Linked DNA regions of Mus musculus: region 2 is linked to region 1. The links are chromatin contacts, called in public HiChIP or PLAC-seq maps. All regions are on one chromosome and are shown on one strand. The core of a region is the stretch at or near the end of the contact, and the rest is flanking DNA. Distances in the headings are between cores, read along the strand shown.

What was found. HiChIP or PLAC-seq counts read pairs in DNA pulled down with a chosen protein or histone mark.
Region 2: a contact with region 1 is called in a PDX1 HiChIP or PLAC-seq map of a beta-TC-6 cell line, with 7 times the contacts expected there. The contact joins the enhancer-like site here to the promoter of Pax2 in region 1. A contact is called at or near these places in 4 of 39 promoter capture datasets (the 3T3-L1 cell line, 3T3-L1-derived adipocytes, embryonic stem cells and 1 more), 1 of 15 datasets of contacts at CTCF or cohesin (the NIH/3T3 cell line), 4 of 484 Hi-C or Micro-C datasets (the AML12 cell line, embryonic stem cells and nephron progenitors), 9 of 115 datasets of contacts at active chromatin or transcription factors (a beta-TC-6 cell line, embryonic fibroblasts, embryonic stem cells and 2 more) and 2 of 9 other capture datasets (adipose tissue and embryonic stem cells).

The regions. Positions count from the first base shown.
Region 1 is chr19:44,754,229-44,762,026 of GRCm38.p6, reverse strand. It overlaps Pax2 (paired box 2), which reads right to left and starts at 5,121. Exons shown (of 10, transcript NM_001368747.1): 1 at 4,591-5,121; 2 at 984-1,152; 3 at 142-339. The coding sequence starts at 4,633. RefSeq lists promoters at 4,659-5,933, 4,659-7,798, 4,659-7,798 and an enhancer at 7,796-7,798.
Region 2 is chr19:44,792,968-44,800,765 of GRCm38.p6, reverse strand. All of the region lies in intron 5 of Pax2 (paired box 2), which reads right to left. Among named protein-coding and RNA genes, the nearest start is that of Mir6405, 12 kb to the left of the region's middle. Within about 2 kb of position 3,510, at least 14 of the 459 cell types and tissues checked have an H3K27ac peak or open chromatin away from gene starts, as enhancers often do. A contact at or near this core is called in the AML12 cell line and pancreatic cancer cells, where this site is marked.

The DNA.
Region 1 (7,798 bases), core at 3,872-6,371:
AAAGGACTTCAGGCTGGGAGCTGAAAAGGATGGGTGGAGGAGGCTGGACAAAGAGCCAAGAGAGGCCCTGGGAGGTAGCCCAACAGGCAGGAGTAGGGAACTGGAGTCCTGCCCTCCAGGCCCATGGGGGGCTTTGCTCACCTGTTGATGGATGAGACACTGGGAACTGTGTCATTATCGCAGATGCCCTCGGCTAGCAGCCTGTCACGGATCTCCCAGGCGAACATAGTCGGGTTCTGTCGCTTGTATTCGGCAATCTTGTCCACCACTTTGGGCGTTGCCACCTTGGGCTTGGAGCCACCAATCACTCCGGGCTTGATGCTGCCAGTCTCGTAGTACCTGGGCCAGGAAGGCCGTCGGGGTCAGCAAGAAGCCGGTGGCGGCAAGGGCAGGGGGGCTGCAAGCTCCAGAGCTGCTAAGCCGCTCTCCCTCCCTAGGCATCGGCGTGAAGGGAAAAAGGCCCTGTGTAGCTGAGCAGAGACTCCAGAGGATGCTTGACTAGGGTGGGAAACAGGCAGAGTGGCTGAGTATGGACAGTGGCTAGAGCAGGCATCCCTGGGAGTGGAAGGCTGGTTTTCCACGTGGGAAGCAGAGAAGGACCCATGCTGGGTGAGCTGACCCCACCCGAAGCACAGAGTTCCTATGGAACCTGGACCCTCCTGTAGTCTTCCCAACGCTGCCGCTGACTTTTCTCATCTTGGGACCCTCTTCCTCCAACCCCATCTACATTGATTAGCTGGGGGGGGGGGGGATACCTCCTTTTCTGAATGTAGCTGCCTTCTCTTGAAGGGCCCGGGAGCTGGGTTACGCTAGCCAGACCCTATTCCACCCTCATTCCAAGTCCCAGCCATTACTTGAACGCCCTTCTCGAAAGGGGCAGCCAGCCCTTTAGATCCTTCAAGCCCTTTCCTTTCTTTCCTGTCTGGCACCTCGACTTTTAACTAAAACCTCAGCAGGGAAGGGAGGCAGCACCCGGCCCTCACCTGCCCAGGATTTTGCTGACACAGCCATGGCTGACCCGCAGCTGCCGGGAGATGTCACAGGGCCGCACACCCTGGTGGGCCAGCTCCACGATGCGCTGCCTCACCACGTCGGGTAGGGGCCGGCCGTTCACAAACACCCCCCCGAGCTGGTTCACACCCCCGTGCCCTGCTGGGGAGAGACAAGAAAAAAACACAACACCCCACACACAGCAGGGACCGGCCATTAGTCAGGGTCCGAGGCCCGCCACGTGCGAAAGGAGCAGGCAAAACTAAGGGGCATATCCCAGGACTGGGGGAGAAAGGTGGCTTGGTGGGCGGTCCGGATAGAGGATTATCTATCTTAGAACCCCGGCTAGCTGTAAGCTCGCACAAGCTGAGCTAGCGAAGAACCCGCCTCTCACACCAGTGTGCCGCAAAGGAGAAAGTGAGGGAAGCGTAGAGAAGCCAGGAGAGGGAGAGCAGAGCTGAAAAATGGAGAGGAATAAACGACAAAGGGGAAATAATGTTAACGGGGGATGACAGTAGAGATGTGGGGAAAAGAAGGACCGGACGGGGACAGCACTGCTGCGGACTAGAAACCCGCCTGCGCCGCAGGTTTGGCGCGGCTTGAGTTTCACAAGGGCTGGGAGCCAGATGGATTTGGAGGGTCGGGGTCTTCTTGACTCAGCTCAGCAGAGTCTTCAGCATAGAGGGAGACTAAAGCCAAACACATCCCGTTCACCTTCGCTGCCTAACTCTTCCTTCTCCCCTTGTACCTACTTCTAATTGTAATCATACTGTTTCCTCTTTCCCTGTTTTTCATTTTGTCTTTATCAGGAGTTCTTTCTTCCCTTTATGTTTTTGCTCTTCAGGTGTTTTGTACAATATTTTCCCTCTGCACCTCTAATGTCTATGGTGGAAAGAAATCCTGGTGGATAAGGAGCGGCAGAAGAGGTGGTGGTTCGGGATCGGCTGCGCTCAGAGACCGCGAGGCGGCGAAGATTCTCGCTCTTCCCGGCAGCCGCTGAAAAACGCCGGCTGCTGGGGTTCGCTTGCCTTCCATGCTGCACAAGGCTAGCCTCTCCCCCCACAGTCTCCCCTGAAGGTGGCTTGGTAGGGACCGCACCTGCGGACTTAGGACTCCGGGACTCCGCATTGCCAGTCTAAGCCAGTTCGGGACCCTCTGACCTTTCTCAGACCTCGGCAGCTGCCTACCAAACCCAACAGTAAGGGCGGATGCTCTGGCGGCCAGAGCAGAGCTCCTGGTTTCCCGTCCAACTGGGCGAGGGCTCCCAACCTGGAAGCCAAGAAGGCCCCCGGGTGTCAGGCTCAAGGCCGCTGCCGGGTGCCCCATTTTCTACGGCCTAAAGCAGCCCAGAAATCCTGCACCTAGAGCGATTAACCTGCAGCCGCAATTACTCAGCAACCCAGCCGCAGAGGCTTCTAGCGGCAGAGTCAGGCCAGACAAGGTCTACAACCTGCAGCCACTGCTCCGTGGCCTCCAGCGAGTTTCGAAGAAAGCGGGCGCATCTCGTGCCCTCTTTAAATCTCTCCCATCTTTTTATAGGGAGATAAAAAACAAGCTTGGGAGAAGAAACCCCTGGACAGAGGCCTCTAATCCAGTGGTTCCGGGAGGCCAGAACCTCTTATCTTACAACCCCCATCCCTATGGTCTCCCCATCTTTGGTCCCACTCCCCCACCCCTCTGCTCCCTACAAACCCGGACCATCAATAATTTAGGCCCCGGGAGAACTCGCGTTACCGGTATGAAAAGGCGGCAGCTGCGGGCAGATTAAAGATGAATAATTCAGCCTCACCGGGCTCCGGGCCCGGCCCCTCTGCCCTAATCTATGGGGTGGGGATTGCAACCGGGCACCGCTGGAGTTCAGGGCGGATGGGCTGCGGAGGATCTGTGCGGAACCGGGCCTAGAATGCGCAACTGCCGCTGGCGCAAACCCGGGCTGTAGCTGCTCGTCTCGCCGGCCCGTGCAGAGCCTCTCTCCCTTCCTTCGACCACCTTCTGCTCGCTTTTCTCCCCTTTGGGTTTCGAAGAGGTTCCCCGTCACTGGCCCCGATTGATGGGTCCAGGAAGCAATCCTCAAAAACCCCCGAGTGCTGCAGAGGCAGCAGGGCTGAGGCAGAGACCGGCCGCCTGGATGAACCTGCTTCATTCCCTCCGAAAAAGAGCAAGGCTTCCCGGCCGGCTGAGAGATTCGCAGCGACCCGAAGTCTCGCGTTTGGGTTTCCTTTACCTAGAAATTATTTAGGGAACTATATTTTATTGCAGGTGTTTTTTTTTTTTTATAGTCCCGTGAAGCTCAATATGTGCTTAGGAAACAAACAAAACACGGCTCCCTCTTGGATCGCGTTTTAAAGCACAAATCAGGCTAGGTCTAAAAGTTACCTTGTGGAAAGTTACAAATTATCCTTAATTATTAATCTATAGATGGGGAGGGCTTTTCTACTTAGAATATTATTTATCTTTTTAAGCAAGGGGAGATACCTGACAAATAGTTTTCGGAGCTAAAGAGCCGTTATGAATTAGATGCATTCAAATATCATTATGATATTTCCTCTATTCCTATTTTCTTATTTCTCTTCCCCAACATCCTTTTAATTTTCTTTCCTTGATTTTCCCCCCTCTTGGTTTGATTTCTCCTTCCTTTCTCCTCAGCCTTGGCATTTGTCTTTCTTTTGTTCTTTCCCTCTGATTATATCCATTCTTGCTGACCCCCTGGCCAGGGCGCTGGCTGAATGGTCCTCAACAGTGAGTGGAGACAGGCAAGGAAGTCTCTCGAGTGTACAGCATCCAGGTGCTGGCCTGGATGGCTCTACCTCTCTCCCTGACTTTGATTTCTTCTCAAAATCCTTCATTGTTTTTTTTTTAGAATGATCACTTCCCTAGGCAAAGTTAAAAAAAAAAAAAAAAGTGACCGGCCACTCTCCTGTTCCTAGCTAAAAGGGAAGGGAAGGGGGGGGGGAAGAGGTGAGGGTGGGAGAAAGGGTGGGACGTAGCAAAGCAGCCCCCCAGGAAGCCTTAACTAAGCCGAAGGGAACAAGAGGCGCCGAGAGCTTAGGCTCAGAAGGGGGTCACACCCCCAGGATCTTAGGCATAATTGTCCTGACACCAAGGCTGCCCAAACTAGGAGCCTCCTCACGATTACCCACAACTCTAAGTTTGAGGAAGGTAAAGATGAGGGAGGAGAGAGAGAGAGAGAGAGAGAGAGAGAGAGAGAGAGAGAGAGAGAGAGAGAGAGAGAGAGAGAACAGCCTGAAAACTACTGCCAATTAGTCCTTTAGTCCAGGGCAAAGACTGACTAGGGGGTGGGTGGCTGGAACCTGGGCCCAGGGTTATGGATCCCGAGAGGTAAGGAGGAGCAGGTGGAAGGAGCCGAGGGAGGTGAGACACTAGTGAAGGTAGAAAGGCAGGCAGAACCGTGAGTATGGCGTGGCAAAAAGCAGAACGGTGGCTGAAGGCGTGAGAAACACTAGGTAAGAGAAAGGACGAAAGGAGGGAGCAGGGAAAGGCCAGTGTGGCCTCTAGGGTGAGACCTGAGCGCAGGGGGCCGGACCGCGCTGGGGCTACATGGGGTTGGAACCGAGACAGGAGCCGGGCGCCGGTACTCACGGTGCATCGCGGAGAAGGGGTCTGCTTTGCAGTGCATATCCATCGGGAGGCAGAGGAGCGGGAGCAACGCGGCCGCCGCCGCCGTGTCGCCTCTCAAACTCAACTTCAGGACTTGAGGAGAAAAGGAAGGGACGGTGGGGGAGGGAGAGTGAGCGGGCGCCCGACTGCTGGGGGGCAAGCGAGGGCGGGGGACGCCGCGCCGCGCTCCACGCCGGGACTCCTCCGGGCCCGCTGGGGTTTGCGACCGCAGAGGCTGCAACTTGCCACCGTTGGGGCACGCGGCTGGGCAGTCAGCAACGCAGCCCCGGGGCGACTGGCTGGACCAAGGGGCACTTGGGGCGCATGGCTCGCGCGCCAGCTGCGGCCAGAGCTGAGGCCGGGTAGGGAAGACGGCTCACTCAGCTCCCCTGGAACCCGGTTGTCCGAGAGGCTCTGAACCAAGAGAGCTCAGGGCGGGGGCGGCCCGAGGGCGCCAGGAGGGGAGCCGGGCCGCTCCAAGTGCCGGCGAGTTGGCGAAGTTGGCAGAGAAGTAGCAATCCCCGGGATGTCCAAGCGGGCGCCCGCGGGAGGGGAGCGTGCGAGCCGGCCCCCGCCCCCGGAAAAGGCAGGCGCACGCCGCGGCGACCGAAGGGCCAGGAGGGAGGGAGGCAGCCTAGGAGCCGAGCGGCGCCCGCAGCGCTGGGCTGGCCCCAGGTGGGTTGCGGCTGCAAGAAGACTCGGCCGGAGACTGGAGCCTGGGCTCCCGGTGTGTGTCTCTCTAAAAGCTGCAAAGCCCCCTCCAGACCCCCTCCTCCTCCCCGCGCCGGGAGATGGATGACTTGTCAGACAAAGGCAATAGATTCCACCACTCTGTGATTCGCCAGCGCCGGAGCCCCGAGCTTCGGCAAGGAGGGCCCCGCGCCTGTCACTCCGGTGCTGGCGAGGGGAGGGCCCGGGAGGGGGGGGAAACGGGAGGGAGCAGCGGGTGAAGGAAGAGGGAGGGTGAGGAGCGGGCCAGGGGGAGGAGGAATGGGAGCCCCGGATTAAAACTACACTGAGAAACGAAACTCGCCGAGAAGATAAACGTTAGATAAGGATAAAGAGCGGCCAGCCTAATGAATATTCAGGCAACCACAGAGGGCCTCCGAGCGCGCGGCACTCCGAAGCCAGGCTCTCAGTCCTAACTCGCCCAGCCCTGCCATCCACCGGCCAATGCCCGCAAATCCCAGACGCCCGCGAGTCCGCAGCCCCTGTCCTAACTCGGCTACCCTTGCGCTGAGTTCCTTTCCGTTTCTCCCTGTGTCTTCCTTCCTCTCTCCCTTTCCCTCTGGTCCTTCCCTTTCGCCTTTTCCTCCTGTGGTACCTTCCCATCCACGCACGCATGATTCTCATTCCGGGGCAAAGTGCCCAGCAGTTTGTCCCCTCCCGTCCCACACGCGGTGGCGCGCACCCCCTCCCCGGAGTCTGGGCAGTCCAGACGCCTGGTTTGGAATCAAGCTAGAGGCCTCTGGCTAGAACCCACCTGCCTTGGTGGGACCCAACGGATGGTAGGAGAGCCAGGGAACTTGGCACCTGGACCCTCGGGTAGCTAGGGAAGGGACTGTGCCGGGAGACGGTGCGCAGCGGCTTGTCCGCGGCAGTGACAGAGGATGCAGAAGCCCAAGGCGGGACCAAGGCGTTCTCTTTCCCCGGCTGGGGAGAAGAGGAGGCTATGAACGCGACTGAGCGCCGCCCGCCGCCAGCTCTGCAGATCCCGAGCGAGCGCAGCTGGCGCAGCACGCCGGCCTGGCCCGGCTCCTACCAGAGCCGCTGGCCCAGTCTCTGCAGCCTGGCCCGCACTCGCTCCCTTGTTCGCTGGGGTCTTCTCGCACGCACTAAGCGAGAGAAGCCCTTTGTCTCCTAACTGGTTAAGTACAGAATATCCAGGAGATCTTTATGAAATATTTTCCCTAGTCTCATAAATCATCTTGGCACTTCAGCTGATGTTTTAACTCACCCCCCCCCCCTTTTTCGCTCCCTCCTCCCAGGCTTCCCTGGGTCTGAAAAAGGGCGGCTCCAGGAAGCTCAAGCTGAGAAACACAGCTTTCTTGCCCGGCGGACCCAAGACTCCTTGGTGTTGTCTGCAGCTCCTGAAGCCCAGAGGAAGGGCAATGAGTGTAGACAGTGCCCCTGTCCCTATAGCCAAAAAGCCTCGGCAGTAGATGGGGTTGGGGGAAGCACCCACTAGACTCTCAGCCCGTCTCAGACTGACTCCTACCGGGCATTTAGAACCGCCCACATTCTGGGTGAGTTTCAGGCCAGGCTCAGCTACACCGGATTCTGAGCTTTCCATTCCAAGGGGAGCTGGGTCGGTTGGGATCTGGGCCTTTGCCCGGTCTCCTGGAAATTTCCGGCTAGATTAATCCAATTGCAGAGTAACTGCTGGAAAGTAAGAAACTAAAAAATAAAAATAAAAATAAACCACCTTTCCATCTGCCCACCACCACCCTGTCCCCCACTTCCTTTGGTCTGAGGACTAGGTTCCCGTGGGCAGGAAGAGTAGGAGGTTCAGGGGTCCTGCCAGGAAAACCAATGCCTTCCTCTCAAGGCCTGTAGATGGCGCTCCCGGGTTTGCTTTGGCCAAATCTCACAACCTCACAACCTCAGCAACACGCACTAACTTCTCATAGGGAACAGAAAAGAAGTGTGTGTGTGTGTGTGTGTGTGTGTGTGTGTGTGTGTGTGTGTGTGTGTGTGTGTGTGTGGAAACAGAGTTATTTCAGCCTAAAAGGGTCAGCTCCCATACTGGGGAGCCAGAAGCTCTAAGGTGGTAGTAACCGCAGTAGCCTTATCTTCCTTTGAAGAAGCAATCAGTCCAGAATTTGAGGTGGGGAGCATTCAGAAGAGTTCATAAAGGAACTCTTGTTGGGTGTGCTTAAGTTAAGTCTTGGTATGTCTGTTGAGGAAACAAAAATCAGCGGAGTTCCTCACTCCAACAGAGATCCAGAGTCCTCTAGAACTGAAATATAGTTTCATGTTTCACGTCCTATGAAATGTGAACATAGACAATGGATATTTCCCCATAAGAATGGGAGTGGGGTCGAACTTTACATTTTGTAAAGAGAACTAACAATTCAATTCGTAAAACACTTTTGAAGTTGCACTTACGCAAGTATCTGCCACATACATCCTCTTAGGAATGAGGGCTAGTGATAGTCTAATTTCTATGTAGCTCCAGAAAACTCAGGCA
Region 2 (7,798 bases), core at 2,261-4,760, 40 kb before region 1:
TCCACAGGCTCCAGGGAATGCCCACGCCCTATCTCCAGTGGGGATGAGCACAAAGGGTCCTTTGAAGCTGGCCTGCTTCGGGGAGGGAGTGTATGCTGACATTTCATAAAGATGGCCAAATGAGGAGCCACCTGGAAGCCAGGCCAAAGGGCTGCTAAGAAGGGAGGGAAGGAAGGCTGGCCTGCAGCAGGTCGAGCTTTGCGAGGCCTCTTGTCTGGTGCTGTCAAGGTCAGCAGGTTTGGGTTCATGGAAGGGTCAGGATGGTTTGAATTACTGGCTCTGCTGTAACTAGGCTCTGAGGCTCATGACTGACTCTTAGCTCTTGCGCCAGGCCCACCCTCTCCCAGCCTGTCTGGCCTTTCCACCGCTGTGGGCCAGAAAATGAGGGTCCCGGACAGCTCCAAAACTACCAGGGTTCTGAGGGAGGCAGGTTGCTCCCTGGTCTCAATTGTCTAGGAGACTGCAGGCATCCTGGGTCTCTCAACATGCTAGCTGCCTGTCTTTCCTCATTATCCAATGGTCTCCAGAAAATGGGGCACCCAGGAAGGTGAGCCCACAAGCAGCAGGGCCCTGAGCCTGGCTACTCCCTCCTATGTTTGGAGTCTGTTCGAGGGGTGGGGGTGGGGGAGGGAGAAAGACAGCAGAGCCTAGGGAATGGATTTCTTGCTTGATGCCCTTGCTGGGAGTGGAAAGGGGAAACCACAGCAACATACAGGGCTGGAGGCCAGTTGCCCAGGGGAAGATGAGGAATGGGAGCCATTCTGATATGATGGGTTCTCCCATGAGGGCCAAAACACAGGGAAGGCGCGGAATGCCGGGTTGGACTTTGCAGAGAATGTGCGACCTACACTAAGTGTTCAGGAACAGAGATACAACAGTGACCTGTGCAGCCTTTTCTCCACCTCTCTGTTCCGACTTTCTGTCAATGGATAGAAAATGCATCTGTTGTGGTAAACCTCAGAATACTTTAAGCAACTCCATCTTGAGCCGCTGCCACCGCCGCCGCCACCTCAGCAGCAGCAGCATGAACTAGCTGAAGAAAGAACCTAACAATTTGGCTTTCGTCTCTAGTGTTTAAGTCTACAGATCTGCACCCATCAGTCCCATGCAGCCATGACTAAACTTGGCACCTCCCCACAGATAAACACATCACTTCTGCACAGAGCCCACAGGCATAAGCTTAGCAAAACGTCGACACAACCTGCGTTTGCTTCTGAAGAGTCACAGGCTCGTGGCCCATGTGATCCAGAGAGTTCAGCTAAAATATGTGATCTAACAGATAAAAAGGAACCTGCTGTAGGTATGACCGGTCGCCTTTCCTTGGCTACTGAGAAGGTAAAATCAGAACCAAGAGTGTGTGTTTATAAGTGAGTTTCTCTCTCTGGAGTCTTAGTGACCTTTGAACTGAACTCTTTCTGGAACTGGATAGTAGCCAGGTTTTGAGTCCTTGCTGGAGATGAACGTAAACTGAGTGCTATTAATTCAGTCAGACCTCAGGGTTTGTCTAGACAGGGGTCTCCATGTCTCGGCTTTGTTTTCTGGACTTCCAAGGGACCTGTTGCACTGAATCAGAGTCTGTGACATGTCACAGGTAGTGCACAGCACATAGGAAGCCATAAAACCCCAGCCTCAGTAATCCACAGAGCCTCAGTTTCTCCTCATCCCAGGGTTCACTTCTTCTGGCTTAGTTATCTTCAATCTAAAAATGTTAAGTGGAAAATTCCAGAAATAAACAATTCACAGGCTTTTACTGTGTATCTTTCTGGGTAATGAGATAGAATCCTGAGCTGCCTGCTCTGTCCCACCCTGTGTGTGAATCATTCCTGTGTTCAATGTACCCGTGACGTGCCCGTTGGTCACTCAGTAACTGCCTCGGTTATCAGATTAACTCTGAGTCCCAATCTATCACGATGACCGTTCTATTTTAGTATTGTTGTTGTTCATCTCTTACTGTGTCTAATCTATACATTAAACTTTTGTCTGTATGCATGGGGGGAAACAAAGCATGTATAGATAGACTTGGACATATAGAGCTCTCTGTGATTTCAAGTGTCCACCAGGGGTCTTGGAGTGATGTCCCTATGGGTAAGAGAGGACTACTGTATTCTCTAAGAAACGAATCAGATAGCTTCCTCCTTTCTCTGTAGCTCACTTTCTTACTCCGTGTGTGTGTGTGTGTGTGTGTGTGTGTGTGTGTGTGTGTGTGTGTGTGTGTGTAAGTATGTAAGGCAGGTACCAGGTGGGCACAGTTGTACCCAGGCACTAGGCTTATCTTAAGGAATCAATACAATCTCACTTTGCTGCCCCAACATGTGCGACCTTATTGGGTCTTCTAACCCTTCTCAGCATTTCTCCCAGCTCCTTCAGGCTGTATCCTGAAATCCTGTTCCACTGAAATAGCATGTAGTCAGCAAAACTTCCCTGTGCTGTGGCCTTCCCATGAGGGACAAGCTCAGATCCCTCCATGGGTCCACCAGCTCCTTGCAATGAGACCAAAGGCCTCTGCGAGAGTCAGACTCAGTTTACAGTCTCTGTCTCTCAATGCCAGTCCACACTCAATTCCAGGTCAGAGCAAGCCAGCCTTTCCAACCATGCTCATCTGCACACTCACCCCTAACCTACTGGTACAGCAAGATCCAGGGCCAGGACAGCTTCTCCACCTCCCCAGAATCCCCCTTGCCTGTCTCCTCTACCACCGGTTCTCTTCCCACGGTTCCTCCAAAGGACAGCTGGGAAGAGCTTGGTGACCAGGGCACGCCTGGTTTCCATTAATGAGATACACGAGTGTAAGCCAGCCACGGAGGCAGCCCACAAAAGGAGGCGATCACGGGCGGCCAGGAGCCGAGCTGCTCAGGTAATTGGTTTATCTATCTGGAAGCAGGGGGAGCAATCTCAGCACAGACAGACTAGCCGTAAAGTCTCTTCCTTAAGGCTATTTCCTTTGTCTTTTCAATTGCTTGCACATCCATGTGAGAGAGGGAGAGAGTGTTAAAGAGAGAGGGAGAGGGAGAAATGTTAATTTGTGAATTAATGGCTTTTCTCAGCGGAATTGTAAATTCAAATGTCACCTCACACGGTGACACCACCGCTGGTCTGCTGAAGAAGCAATGATAAGATCCCCCACCTCCCTCAGTGCCCCTCCCTCCCCAAAGATAGCTGTGGAGTGGAACATGCTACTTTTAATTTGCAATAACAACACAACAGAGGTATGCAGTAATGACTGCCTCTTCTACCCTCCCGGCTTCCTGCCCCCCAGTCCAGGTGGCTCCCCCATTTCCTCTCTCCCCGCCCCCTTCCAAAGCACCTCACCTCACCTCGCAGTCCCCCCCCCCCCATCTCAGCCGGTGTCTGATCACATGGGGGTGCCTTTGGAATTGACGATGCTGCAACCCTCTCTTCTCCTTCAATAATCAGGGAATTAATGACCCTGAAGTTAAAGTGAGGCTGATACGGAGGCCCTGCCCAGCGCTGGGAAAAAGCCTTCATTGTTTTCAAGAAGGAGGCGGGTAGCAGTGAGGGAGATTCATGGATGGAGATTGAATATGCAATTTTCTTTCACCTTGCCAAGAGCTGCCCCTGGGCTGTGCCTGGCCTAAATTTTTCCTTTTACCATCTCTGCCTTATCCGGCCCTCCCACCTCCCTTCCATTCTTTCCAGAAAATTACCTTCAAAATTGATTTCCACTTTTACAAACAAATATAATGGGAACACAGGAAAAAACTTGGGCCATGATGAATTAGGGCTGTCAGGTGCCTCCAGGTCTCCTTTGCTTTTGTTTTACTACCCGATCCACTCTTTGTTTTTCCAAGGGCTAGAAAAACTGCCCCCATCCACTGAGCGGCTGACCCTCTGGGCCACCAGGCCTCAGCCCCAAAACCTCTGCGGTGGCCCATGGCAGAGGTGATCCAGGTGCAGAGACTGTTAGCTTCTTGGGCTCCCGGTGAGAGCCTGTGCCTTTGCCTCCAGTTGGCTGTCTACCCTCAGACCCATTCTCTGACGTTCTCTAGCCAACCCACCCCCCAAGCTATTCCCCTTGACCCCCACACCGTGCTCCCTCTAGCCCTCATACCTCTTAAAGTCCAGACCAGATGTAAACCTCCACCTCCTCTAATGTGGGCAGGATCAGTGTATACCTCGACTGGAGTAAATAAGAGACAGACAGACACTGAGACATCCCGAAGGACAAGCAGGTAGATCGGGGGCCAGACCCCCAAACTGGGAGACCAGGCCCCTCTTCAAAGAGATAAAAAAAAGTCTCGAGCTACAAATCACACACAGCCTGAATGGGAAGCAATTCTGCCTCAGTTTCCCTAGTCTTGGGGCTCAGCCACTTCCTCCAAGGAGCGGGCTTAGGACAGTCTGCTGACTTGTCAACAGATGTAGGTTGATGCCGGTGGGATCTTGGGGCTAAATCATATGCAGGCCCATGCTTAGGAGCATGAACACTCAACATATCTAGGTCTGGCTTAGGACTCTCCCTGGTTACTGGTGCCAGCACATACACAGCCATACAGTGCTCTGTCCGAACATGCACATCACCTAGCAAACTGCATGCGTTCTCAGCATTTGACATTCTATACCCCCTTACTACCAAAGATCTCAGAGCAATATTCCACACACATGCCCTTGCACAAACCATACAAAAATAAATATATGGTTCAGAGAACAAGAATATATTCTCCAAGGCAAATAAACAAGCTTGCATGTAGGAGTAGAAATGTGCACAGAAAGATAGGGGGAGTCAGGGCCTTGTATTCGGAAAAAGGGGGGGGGGCTTTTATAGTTTCATGCATAGAAAACTCTGGTTGATGCTTTTAAAATAATGACAAGTGGCTCACTGGATAACCACAGAGCAACAAGTGAACAGGCAGACAAAGGGAGTCTCAACTGTACAAGTGAGGCCAGCCACCCATCCTTCCCAGATGAGCTCATTCCAGAGTTACAAGGTACCCCACTGCAGTTAGGGTGTCTAGGTCTGAATAGACTTCTTTCTCTCACAACTTAATTTTCTTGTGAAATCTTCACTAGCCAAGGAGACTTTCTTTTTCTTTTTCTTTTTCTTTTTCTTTTTCTTTTTCTTTTTCTTTTTCTTTCCTTTTCTTTATCTTTTAACCTAGATATACAGTGATCTGTCTTCCAGTATGGAACTGGCTTAACCCCCTAGGCCAGTGGCTCTCAACCATCGCAGTGCTGAGACCCTTTAATATAGTTCTTTATGAGGTGGCAACCCCCAACCATAAAATAATTTTTGTTGCTACTGCATAACTAACTTTGATACTGTTAGGAATTATAATGAATGTAAAAAAAAATCTGTTTTCCAAAGGTCTATGGTGACCCCTGTAAAAGAGTTGTTTGATTCCCCCCACCCCCGTCCCCGAGAGGTCATGACCCACAGGTTGAGAACCTCCGCTCTAGACATAGAATGTTCTAGAAACTTCTCTATAAGAAGTAAGGATTGCTATTACCCCATTTGACAGGGGAGATGGGGCAATAAAATGACTTCCCCAAAGTCTTTCAGCTGAATAGCTCTAGGATTCAAAGCCAGTGTGTACACAGGTTAGGCCAGGGCTGTGCAGGCTTTGGCCCTGCCAGGCCTTTCTTTTGTCTCAGTTCAGGGCCCCTAAACAAGTCTTGATCGTCTCTGTAACTCAGCTTCCTTATGTGCCCCAAGCATAACCTGAGCTCTTAGGGACTCATAGGAGGACACTAACTAAAGAAATAATCCATCAGTGTTTTCCAGCAACAGCATCCTTCAAAGCAGAAGGGTGATAGGACAGGCATTTGCAGCCATGCAACCTACCCTGCCTGCAAACGCACAACTGCACCAGCTTGCCTCCACCCCATTGCACAATTCGTTGTGTACCTAAAGAATGGAATGCAAAACCACACCCCCTGCAAAGCTCACACATACCAACATCCCCGCCCCCCCCCCAACACCCACAACACCCCCCATCACACAGATCAGCAGACTCTCATCATATGACTTCACTTGGATGTTTAGACAAGTTATAAAACTTCTCTGTGCTTTACTGTGGCTGAAAGCAGTGGCAGGCATGGGGAAGGTAAAAGACATGGGGTTTCTGTGGTTGGTTTTGTTTTGTTTCTTTCCAGGCTGGGGAATCAAACCTAGGACCTTATGCCTGCTAGGCCAGCACTTAAGTTGCCTCAGCCTCGGTTTTCTTTCTCAATCTGATGATAGACAGGTAGGTTGGTACCACTCTGTTTTCCAGCCACAGGAGCCAAGGTGTAGAACATTCATGGAACTGTGTTTCTTAGATTTCCCAGAGAGTCAAGCTTTAATAACCCTGCCTATAACTGTAGGTTGGAAATGAAGGCTTCCAGGGTATTGACGTGGATTTCTCCTCCTTGGGCTAAGAGTCAGCCTGTGTCCCAAGTTTCTCATGCATAATCTCTTTATCTCTCCCTGGTCTTTCTAACTGGGGTCCTGGATCTCTAGGAGGAGGTTCCAACCTTCTTGAGTACCATATTTCTCCTAATAAAGTCTGCATTTTTGCACACTCCGACAGGCCATGGGTTGGGAATCCCAACCCAACCTTGAGTCAAAGCCAACTGGCCCTTCATGAGTTTCCCCCGTGGATGTGAATGCCACTGATACAGATGGCATTCACGTTCCAAGGGTCAGTGCCAGCAACGTTCTGGGTGTTACCAGTGTGAGTACCAGTAATTTTTACTGAGAAGGCCTTCGCTAATGCCTGGGACACACTATAGTCATAGTCCTTGCTGGGGTCCATCCCCGTAATATGGTTAGAGATAAAGAATGGGCCACAATAAGAAGGGCAGAGGGACATCCAGCTCTCCTCAAGATATGACACTTCTAGGGTGATGTCACCCCACTTGGGGTCAAAGGAGGGCCAACCTAGCTGGTACATTTAGGACTATCCCAGAGAAAATGAACCTGATCCCCTTCGTCCCTCTGGGGTCTAGTCCCTGGATAGGCATCTCTTGTCTCACCTCAATACCTTACAGTCCCTCAGATCAATTTCCATTGTACCCAAAAGTCCTGGCCAGAGAGTTGAAGGACACACCTGAGTGTCCGTACTGTACGGGCTGTGCGCCCGAGACGCCTCCTGCAGCAACGACAGGGACTGGCCTGCCAGCTGCTTTGCTACCTTGGCCTGACTGCAGAGTTGGGCTACATCATCTTGACACATAATTATCTCCCCATTCTTAATCATCTGAGCTGCTCCCTAATGCAAACTGGGCCCTGCTGCTTGGAGGCCTCCGGAGTGGGGGAAGGGAGGAGTCCTACAGATCTCCCTTTGTGGTCTCCTCTCCATTGGCTCCCTTCCCCTCTGGGTTCCATGGGTTAAGGACTGGACGGTGGTTGGGGAAAGCTTTCTAAAGAATGGACAGCTCCATCTGGCCTGGGGTTGGTTTAAAAAAAAAAAAGTAGAGACAGGGCAAGAAACCCCTCAGGGGGGAAGTGGCATAGTTCCTGATGCTTCCTGGTTAGGCCTAGCAGATGAGCCTCTGAGGCCGTCACTATGCCTCACCTGAAGACTGCAGCTGCTTCCTGTGTTGCCAGGATGGAGGCCCCCAAGTCAACCCTGCTTCTATCTCTTCCTGCCCAGATACACACAGGGATACAGAAGAGCCCGCCCTCTCACGTATGTTTCACAGTCTTGCTCTCACGTATCACAGTCTTGGTCACCTCCCATGACTCTGTCTACTTGGGCTTGCTTCTCAGCGCTCCCCTTCTGCCTACTCAGCACATCCTTGCTAAGGCCACCCTGCCCTTCCTGTGCATAGGCTTGATGCGTCAGATAGAACTTCAGGC